Linked DNA regions of Sus scrofa: region 1 is linked to region 2. Evidence: chromatin contacts called from public Hi-C data. All regions are on one chromosome and are shown on one strand. The core of a region is the stretch at or near the end of the contact, and the rest is flanking DNA. Distances in the headings are between cores, read along the strand shown. Region 1 overlaps BRWD1 (bromodomain and WD repeat-containing protein 1). Region 2 holds the start of BRWD1 (bromodomain and WD repeat-containing protein 1).

Evidence for each region. Hi-C and Micro-C count contacts between places; a contact is called where the count stands out from the background.
Region 1: a Hi-C map of fetal liver shows a contact between it and region 2, with 1.8 times the contacts expected there. The contact joins the enhancer-like site here to the promoter of BRWD1 in region 2. A contact is called at or near these places in 3 of 47 Hi-C or Micro-C datasets (brain, epiblast stem cells and fetal liver) and 1 of 2 datasets of contacts at active chromatin or transcription factors (alveolar macrophages).

What each region holds. Positions count from the first base shown.
Region 1 is chr13:202,845,879-202,850,842 of Sscrofa11.1, reverse strand. BRWD1 (bromodomain and WD repeat-containing protein 1) reads left to right here. Exons shown (of 42, transcript XM_021070988.1): 18 at 2,947-3,132. Among named protein-coding and RNA genes, the nearest start is that of BRWD1, 48 kb to the left of the region's middle. Within about 2 kb of position 3,047, at least 1 of the 83 cell types and tissues checked has an H3K27ac peak or open chromatin away from gene starts, as enhancers often do. A contact at or near this core is called in fetal liver, where this site is marked.
Region 2 is chr13:202,892,470-202,897,847 of Sscrofa11.1, reverse strand. BRWD1 (bromodomain and WD repeat-containing protein 1) reads left to right here and starts at 1,303. Exons shown (of 42, transcript XM_021070988.1): 1 at 1,303-1,493; 2 at 1,595-1,653; 3 at 1,793-1,822; 4 at 1,999-2,058. The coding sequence starts at 1,445.

The sequences.
Region 1 (4,964 bases), core at 1,798-4,297, 49 kb after region 2:
AATTATTCTTTCTCTAGATACAGATGGTTGTTTTGAACCTTTTGAGACTTAAGTTCTGGGCCTTATGTCCATTTACCCCTAAATACATCAGTGTATAGTTTCTGAGAAAAAAGACGCTTTCTTATAATCCTAACATTATCAAAATTAGGACACTTAACGTAATGGTGTTTTTAAATCTGGTCTGTAATCAAATTTCATTACCCTAATAATGCCTGTTACAGGTTTGTTTCTTCTCTGATGGAAGCTTTTAAGTTAGGAGTGCATATTACAATTAGTTGTTGTTGATTAAGTTCAGATTATGCATTTTTGGAAGAACATAACATCGGTGATGTTGTAGCCTTCCTGGAGCATCGCACTAGGATGCTTGTGATTGTGTTTTTCCGGTTGTTGGTAGGGTTGGCTTTGAACACTTGGTGTCTGCCAGGTGTCTTCTCCACCGTGAAGGTTTTTTTTCCTCTTTGTAATTAATAAGTAATTTGTGGGAGTGTCTGATGTACATAACCTAGTCCTTGTCGAACTCTACCTCTGAGTTTTAGGATCCAATGAGAGTTTTTGCCTGAGTCACTTATCGCGAAGGTTGCAAAAAGGTTGTCTGATAACTCTGTTATTGTTGCATCTGCATTTTATCATTAGCTGGCCATCTGTTACTCTTGTCATTTATTTATACAGTTTACTAGTAAGTTTTAGTGGGAACTTACGGATGTTATGTGGTGGGTACTATCATGTTTAGTTCTTCCTGCCCTTGGGTTTGGTTATTAGGGTCTCCTCAGGCGGAGGTACGTATCCTTTCTCAAGTCCCCATCATTCCTTGAGTACTTCCTTCCTTTCCGGCCCAGGGTTTTCCAGTCCCATCTTGTACTTTGCTTGTTCTACGCAAGTAAAGCGGTTTGTTTGTTGTTTTTATTTTGTATTTGTTCATAGCAGTACGGTGTTTTTCCATAATATTACCAAGCAAAGAAGAAAGATGCTTCTGTTTGTTTTGATGAGGATTGATTTACGAAACTGAATCACCTTAAGGTTGAAGATTAATGTGAATTACTGTATGTTTACTCTTTCAAATGTTTATATTTTTAATTGATTTGAAGTATACCACAGACATAACAAAATTTACCATTTTTAAGTGTACAGTTCAGGTGAGTCGAGAAATTTTAAACCGTCGTGTAATCCTCACCACAGTCAACATAGGTAACTTTTCCAGTTCCAGTGCCCCCAAAAGTTCTCTTGGACCTTTTGGAATCTGTTCTCTCCCTTCTCTTGGCCCCATATAATGTGACTGTTATATTTTGTACTATATTTTGTTACCTTGATTTTTTCTTTTTAAGGAATTTTGTTTAAATGAAATCGTTTAATACATAGTCTTTTGTGTCTGGCTTCTTTAATTTAACATGGTGTTTTTGAGGTTCATTCCTGTTGTTGGAAGTATCAGTCGTTTATTCTTGCACCCACTGTGTGGATATACCATCAGTTATCCACTCACTAACAGCTGAAGAACATTGGGCTTTTTTCCATTTTGTGGCTGTTTTAAAGAGTGCTGAAATATCCAACTTCCCTGTGGATTTGTCTTATTTTTATCTTTGGTTCTATCCATTTTTACTAGATGATTTTAAAATTCTGTTACTATGTACATACAGATTTCAGATGAATTAACTCTTTCATCGTTATGAAATGCCCCCCTTTATCCTTGGGAGCATTTCTCTTTTTTTTGGCTTTTTAGGGCTGCACCTGCGGCATATAGAGGTTCCCAGACTAGGAAATGAATTGGAGGTACAGCTGTTGGCCTACACCACAGCCGTAGCATCGCCAGGTCTGAGCTGTGTCTTTGACCTACATCACAGCTCAAGGCAACGCCAGATCCTTAACCCACTGAGCAAGGCCAGGGATTGAACCTGCAACCTCATGGTTCCTAGTAGGATTTGTTTCTGCTGCACCATGACGGGAGCGTTTCTTGTTTTGAAAACTATTACTTTGTTTCATATTAATATAAATAATCCGGGAGCTCCCGTCGTGGCCCAGCGGTAATGAGCTCAAGTTCCCATAGTGCCTCAGCGATAAGGAGCCCAACTAGTATTGGTGAGGATGCAGGTTCAATCCCTGGCCTCACATAGTGGGTTAAGGATCCAGTGTTGCTGTGAGCTGTGGTGTAGGTTGCAGACGTGGCTTGGATCCCACGTTGCTGTGGCTGTGGTGTAGGCTAGGCTGGCAGCTGTAGCTCTGATTTGATTGACCCCTAGCCCAGGAATTTCCATATGCTACGGGTGCTCTCCTAGAAAAACAAAAAAGACGAGAAATGCCAGTGCTCTTCTGTATATCAGAAATCACACATTGCTCACTAGTCCGAGACCTTGGGAAATAAGACTTTAGTGAAATATTTGCATAAGTGAACGGTGTTAATGTGAAACAGAAAAAAAAACCTTTTTCTGAAATGTGTTTCCAGGAGTTCCTGTCGTGGTGCAGCCGAAACGAATCTGACTAGGAATTATGAGGTTGCGGGTTCGATCCCTGGCCTAGCTCAGTGGGTTAAGGATCTGGTGTTGCCATGAGCTGTGGTGTAGGTCACAGACGCAGCTCGGATCCTGCATTGCTGTGGCTGTGGTGTAGGCTGGCAGATGTAGCTCTGATTAGACCCCTAGACTGAGAACCTCCCTATGCCATAGGTGCGACCCTAAAAAGCAAAAAAAAAAAAAAAAAAAAAAAAAAAAAAAAGAAATGTGTTTGCATATGCTCACTTCTAAGGATTTGAGAAGCTTTGTTGAGGTTTTTGTGGTACATAGTAATCTAGTTTGTTTTGATTCTTTTCTCTGACTTAATTAGTTATGAATGTATAGAGTATCTTTAATTGTTTTTAAGAAAACAAGAATTCTAACAGTTAATGTGGTTTTAATTGTCGTCTTGAAAGTTTTTTTCTGTTCATACATACTATTTTATATTCCTTCATTGAATTTGCAGGTGATGGAGAGGTAATTGAACAAATTATAAGCCTGCAAACCAATGATAATGGTGAACGAAGCCCAGAGCCCAGTGTTCTGGATGGAATGATAAGACAGTTGCAGCAGCAGCAAGATCAGAGAATGGGAGCAGGTCAGGACGCTCTTCCAAGTGGACTTCCGAATGGGGAAGAAACCCCCCGAAGAGGTAATAAATATATGAGAGGGATTTTGCCTACATGTGCCTGGATTGAAACTGAAGAATAAATGAAGGCATTGTACGCATGTAGTATGACAGACTTTAAGCAGTGTACACTTACAAGTTAAGTAGGCTGGAAGTAGCTTTATTCGGTGTAAGGTTGATACCCTAACACATGGACATTTGAATTTCAAGTACTATGAAAGTCTGTTGAAAATTTTTCGCTCTGAAATAACATTATTTACAAAATTATATTAAAGAAACAAGAGTAAAGAGCAGAGTATTTCCTAATGAAAACTATAGTTCTAGGTTTCCTTTCCTTTATCATTTTTAAAACACCAAATTGAGTAGAGCACTAATATTTCCACTGAATTAGAAAGTTTGAAGTGAATTTTCTGGGAAAAATACTTGATAATGGGAATGTAGAATAATTATGTGAGAAATAATCTAGAAGAGATTGGTGATTGTTATGCAACTGAAATCTCACTCTGGGAAAGTTGAAACCCTATGGAAAATTAAAGAAACTTTGAGAGTCTATAAAATGCTATTAAGTTCTTATCTCTTTATCTCTCAGTGCTGTGTTCTAGACAGTTTCTTTATATCTGTCTGCCTTGTCACTCTTGATCTCTCATCCAATCTGCCACATAACTGGAGGCTTTAGATTTTTTTAACTCAATGATTTTTATTTTTTTCCATTATAGCTGGCTTAATGCGTTCTTTCAATTTTCTACGGTACAGCAAGGTGACCCAGTCACATATACATGTATACATTCCTTTTTCTCACACTATCATGCTCCATCATAAGTGACTAGATATAGTTCTCAGTGCTACAGCAGGATCTCATTGCTAATCCACTCCAAAGGCAATAGTTTGCATCTGTTAACCCCAAATTCCCCATCCATCCCACTCCCTCCCTCTCCCTCGGCAATCAGAAGTCTGTTCTCCATGTCCATGAGTTTCTTTTCTGTGGAAAGGTTCATTTGTGCCATATATTAGATTCCAGATATAAGTGATATCATTTTTGTCTTTCTCTTTCTGACTTACTTCACTTAATATGAGGGTCTCTAGCTCCATCCATGTTGCTGCAAATGGCATTATTTTGTTCTTTTTTATGGCTGAGTAGTAGTCCATTGTGTACATATACCACATCTTCTTAATCCATTCATCTGTTGGTGGACATTTAGGTTGTTTCCATGTCTTGGCTATTGTGAATAGTGCTGCACTGAACATATGGGTGCATATGTCTTTTTCAGGGAAAGTTTTGTCTGGATATATGCCCAAGAGTGGGATTGCTGGGTCAGATGGTAGTTCTATATTTAGTTTTCTGAGGTATTTCCATACTGTTCTCCATGGTGGTTGTACCAGTTTACATTCCCACCAACAGTGCAGGAAGGTTCCCTTTTCTCCACACCCGCTCCAGCATTTGTTGTCTGTGGACTTATTAATGATGGCCATTCTGACTGATGTGAGGTGGTATCTCATGGTCACTTTGATTTACATTTCTCTTAATAATCAGGGATGTTGAGCATTTTTTCATGTACTTGTTGGCCATCTGTATGTCTTCTTTGGAGAAATGTCTTTTCAGGTCTTTGGCCCATTTTTCCATTCGGTTGTTGGCTTTTTTGCTGTTGAGTTGTATAAGTTGATTGTATGTTTTAGAGATTGAGCCCTTGTCAGGTTGGTTGCATCATTTGAAGCTATTTTCTCCCATTCTTTAAGTTGTCTTTTTGGTTTTTTTTTTATAGTTTCCTTTGCTCTGAAAAAGCTTGTCAGTCTGATTAGGTCTCATTGGTTAATTTTTGGTTTTATTTCTGTTGCCTTGGGAGACTGACCTGAGAAAA
Region 2 (5,378 bases), core at 54-2,553:
CCATTATGGTCCCCCTATGAAGTGGGCACACATACTATCTACAGCTTACAGGTGAGGAAAATAGAAGCTCAGAGGTTGTGACGTGCTCAAAGTCACACTTTCAGCGGGTAAAGGCCCAGGGTTAGTCCCAACCCAGAGTCTGATCTGAACCCAAATGTTTCATCTCTTGAAGCTCTGGAGGTTATCAGACTGCCTAGGAACTGGAATTACAACGTCTGCTCCATAGGGCCCGGTTTTGCTCCCTGCTGTGCTTTAGGGCTCAGAATAGGGCAAACCGGGTACGTTGGCCGAAGGAATGTGGTTAGATTAGAAGCCCGCCACGGGCATTAAGGGAATTTTGGGGGACCCTGGTCCACTGCTCCAACCTCAAGTCCTACGACTGTTTCCCAAGAGAATCCCACTTGCCCACGGCTCCCCGCGGGCGTCCCCCGAGAGGTGGCCGCTGCGTGTCTGCACTGCCCGCTTCCTCCCACCCTCCTCGCCCGGCTAGGTCGTCGCCGGCCCTGGGCTGCTCCCTCCTAGCCAGGTTTACATCCTCTGCGATGCACTGCGTTTTCTTTGACCCTTTCTCGGGGGCTGCGGGCTCCGGCAGGACTGCGGCTCTGTCCCACGGCTCTCCTTCCCCCGCATGCGGCAACCCGGCTCTGCCCTCCGAGCCAGAGAGTCAGCGTCCGCGGACCCCTGGCCTCCCCATCCCGCGGCGTTCCTCACTCCTCCTCCCCTCCCGGCGGAAAGCTTCTCGGCCCGGCGTTCTCATCTGGGTGGCACGATCTCGGTTTTAAGGGTGTTCCGTCCTCGAAGCGAACCATCTTTCCCGGGGGGCAGACACACTGGCCCCGGATGAGCGTCCGTGAGTGTCCCTTCCGAGAGCCCGAAGCGGGCGACCCCGCCGCACCCGCTGCGGGTCCTGGGCCCCTGACGTCCCGGATGGAGACGCTGGGTTCCGGCCGGGGGAGCGAGGACCTGTCCCCGTCCCTGCCCCCACCGCGGCCCCCGCCCGACCTCCGCCCCCGGCGCCCGCCCCGCCGCGCAGCCGGGCCGCCGCCTCACAATGGCCGGGAGCCGCTTCACCGCGCGCAGGGATCCCGGCCACGCGCGCGCCCCTCCCCCACCGGCCGCCCGAGCCGGGCCCGGCCCCCAGCGCACACAGTGTCCTCTCTGCGCCCCCCGAGGGAGAGGAGAGGGAGGCGAGGCTCGCCCTTCCTGGCGGGGTCGGACCGTCGTTCGTCCGGTGGCACGGGCGGCGCCCACAGAGGGACTACTTTCTCTCCCCTGGAGGCACTACTTCGCGGAGGCGTCGGCGCTGGCGGCGCGCACGGCATGGCGGCGGCGGCGGCGGCGGCAGCGGCGGCGCGCCTGAGGTAGAGGAACGCCGGCCCGGTCAGGCCTCGGCGCGGCCTACACGCTTCGCTCGCCCGCTCCCGCCCCGGCCCCGCGCCCGGCCATGGCGGAGCCCTCGCCCGCCCGACGCCCGGTGCCCCTCATCGAGTCGGGTAAGACGCGCCGCCCGCGCCCTCCCCGCGGCGCCCCCGCCCCGGCCCCCTCCCCGCCACCCTCCCGCCCGCGCCTGACCCGACTCCCCGTCTCCCCGCAGAGCTGTACTTCCTCATCGCCCGGTACCTATCGGCCGGCCCGTGTCGGAGAGCCGCCCAGGTGAGTGCGGGCCCGCGGGCGGCGGCGGCCGCGCCCCGGGGGTCCCGGCCCCGCCGCCGCCTGGGGTCTCGGGAGGAGGGCGCCGGGCGGACCGGGGTGCGGCCCCCGCCCCCCTAACTGCGCGTCTCGTCGGCTGCAGGTGCTGGTGCAGGAGCTGGAGCAGTACCAGGTCTGTGCTTCGCGGCCTCGCCCACGCCCGTCCCGCCGCGTCCCCTGCGTCCCCTCCCGGCCCTGCCTGGGGCCGCTCGTCCGGCTCCCCGCCCCGCGTCCCCGCCGCCCCCCACCCCGTTGCGCCCCGCCACCCCCCGCTCGGTGGTCACTCGTGTGCATCTTGGGTCTTTGCAGCTGCTGCCGAAGAGGTTGGATTGGGAGGGCAACGAGCACAACAGGAGCTACGAGGAATTGGTGAGACTTTTGACATTTCCATCCCGGTGTTTCCGAGCACCCGCCCCCCGCCCCCTTTTCGGGGCTCCCGCCGGAGGGGCGAAGTGACCGAGCCGCGCGCGGAGGGGGCGGCCAGGCGGCCGAGGCATCCCTGGGACAGCGGGACCGCCTCCCGTAGGCTTTGTTTTGCTTTGGGGAGGCCGGGTTTGTTTGGGTAGGAAACGGCCCTGGGGGGCGGCCGGGTGGAGGTGGGGGCGACCTGCGCCGCGGTTTGTGGCGGGGTGGGTCCCCAGGTGCGGCTGCCTATGGTGAGAGCCGGGGGCTCGCCAGCCATTCAGCGAGCTGCTCTCAGCCGTGTTTGTCCTGAACCCGACTTGTAACTCGACCTTTGATTGGTCTTCCTCCTTTTGCCCCGCCCAGATCTTCCAACCACTTGTTCCCTAGGAATAGAAGCGTTGGTGTTTGAAAGGTGGAGGAAGGTTCCTCTCTAGCTTTTGGTTTATTTTGTTTTTTTCTTTTTTCCTCCGCGGAGTAATAAAAACCCTGCTGCTTTGAGACTGTGCCACTCCTGCAATACTTTCGCCGTTCTAAACTGTGTTACACTTGTTGAATGCCTTGGGAAATTTTGATAAACTTTTATAATGCTCTTGCTGTGCATAACTTAATATAGGCTCTAACTATGTAGTTTCTCTTTCTGGAGCACCGTTAACGGAGATTGCAGTTCTCTTTTCATTGTACTTGCTCGTCTTTTTTAGTTACTCTCACTATATATGCTTTTGTTTTATTCACTCATTTGTCCTTGGTGGAATAAAACCTTTTTAGGAGAGTATTTTTTTCCAATTTGTGTATTAGAACAAGAAATTCCTTTAGTTGTCAGGCCATATTAAGCTTCCTGTATGAGTAAAATAACTGAAAAAAGAGCTCTTGAATGATCTTTTACTATGGTTCTAACACCTGTAAGTAGAAGTTGGTAGAATATGAACATCATTGTTAAACAAGAGAACAAAAATAGGATTTGTTCTCTGAGAACAGTTAAGTATTAGCACTTAAACTTGGGTCAATGTAACAAAAGAGTCTTTTCAATTGTCAGTTTTTTTTTTTTATAAGACAAAATTCTAACGAAAATTCATCACTGTAATTGCCAATTTTAATATTTGCTTTCCTAGAAGTTTTTTTTTTTTTTTTGAGGCAAACGCTTAAAAGTGAATATTTTCTTTTTTTTTTTTCTCTTTCTTTCTTCTTTTTTTTTTTTTTTTGTCTTTTTGCTATTTCTTGGGCCGCTCCCACAGCATATGGAGGTTCCCAGGCTAGGGGTCAGATCGGAGCTGTAGCCTCCGGCCTACGCCAGAGCCACAGCAACGTGGGATCCGAGCCGGGTCTGTGGCCTACACCACAGCTCATGGCAATGCCGGATCGTTAACCCACTGAGCAAGGCCAGGGACCGAACCCACAACCTCATGGTTCCTAGTCGGATTCGTTAACCACTGTGCCACGACGGGAACTCCAAAAGTGAATATTTTCAAGAAAGTTCTAAAAATTTTGCAGAGGAGTTCCCTTGGTGGCACAGTGGTTAACGAATCCTACTAGCAACCATGAGGTTGTAGGTTTGATCCCTGGCCTCCATCAGTGGGTTAAGGATCCGGTGTCGCCGTGAGCTGTGGTGTAGGTCGCAGAGGCGGCTCGGATCCCGTGTTGCTGTGGCTCTGGCGTAGGCTGGCGGCTACAGCTCCGATCTGACCCCTAGCCTGGGAACCTCCATATGCTGCGGAAGTGGTCCCAGAAAAAGGCAAAAAGACCAAAAAAAAAAAAAATGCACAGTTTTTACTGAAAGTTAAGGAAATGTTTAATTGCTCTCTTGTTTCTGTTGATAAGTGAAAATAGTGTTATCTGTGAAGCTGCAGAGCATTATTGAAATGACGTTGCAGTCATACTGGGGAGAAAGGTGCTTATGTTTTGAAGTAATAAGTATAACACTGTAATTAATGGCGAAGTTACTTTAAAAATAGGTTGATGTATTTTTTTGGCCTTTTCTTATATTGCTTAAAACTCTACTTAAAATTCTGCTTTAGGAGTTCCTGCTGTGGCTCAGCAGGTTAAGAACCCCACGTAGGGAAGTTTCTGCTGTGGCTCAGTGGTAACAACCCGACTAGTTCGATCCCTGGCCTTGCTCAGTGGGTTGTGGATCCAGCGTTGCCGTGAGCTGTGGTGTAGGTCACAGACTCGGCTCGGATTCCACGTTGCTGTGGCTGTTGTGTAGGCTGGTGGCTATAGCTCCGATTTGACCCCTCTCCTGGGAACTTCCACGTACTGCAGGTACGGCTGTAAACAAACAAAACTGAAGTTATCCAGAACCTCTGTGATGCTGCTGTGATGTGGCTATGACTTAAGTCATCTCATTGCCGAATGATTGTCTGGTGGATATCCTCCTCCTTTACCTCCCTCCCTCCTTTCCCAGCATTAAGTGCTAAAGGATGAGCTTCTGGTATAGAGAGTCATTCTTGTGTCAAGGGAATGTGAGTAGCTTCTAGTTCTCCAAGAAAGTCTCATTTTTTCTTTTTAGAAACATTTTATTATGAAGTGTTTCCAATGAGAATAATGTGATAAATCTCCACATACTATAAATAAGTTTATCAGTTTGCTACATTTATTTATTTTTTTTGGTTATGCTTATAGCATATGGAAGTTCCCTGGTCAGGGATCGAACCCATGCCACTGAACTACTGCAGTGAGGATGCTGGATCCTTAACCTGCTGGGCCACTAGGAAACTCCCTATTTTTTAATAGTTAATTTAAATTGAGCTTCAGATAAGGTCCTTGAATTGTGTCAGCACAATTCAATGTCAGAATTACCTTAAATCTTTTTATCGTGTTGTGTTTTTTCCCTGTGCTGTTGATTTAACTGAAGAAATTGTGCTGTTCTGTAGAATGTTTTACCTGGTTTGTCTTTTTCCTTAGGGTGTTATTTGTTTTCTTACATTTAATTCCTTTTTCTCAATAGCTCTCATTCTTGGATCAGAACTGTCTGGAGAGCTTTATAAAATCACGAAGTTCCCATTGTGGCCCAGTGGAAATTAATCCAACTAGTAATACTACTATGAGGTTGTGGGTTTGCTCCCTGGCCTCGATCAGTGGGTTAAGGATCTCGAGGTGCTGTGGTGTAGGCTGGTAGCTGTAGCTCTGATTTGACCCCTAGTCTGGGAACCTCCATATGCTGCGGGTGTGGCCGTAAAAAGTGGAGGGGAAAAAAAAAATTCTGAATGCTCTGGCTCTGCCCCAGGCCACTTAAGTCTCTGTGGTGGGATTGGATATGACCTTTTTAAAGTCTTCCGGGTTATTCCGAT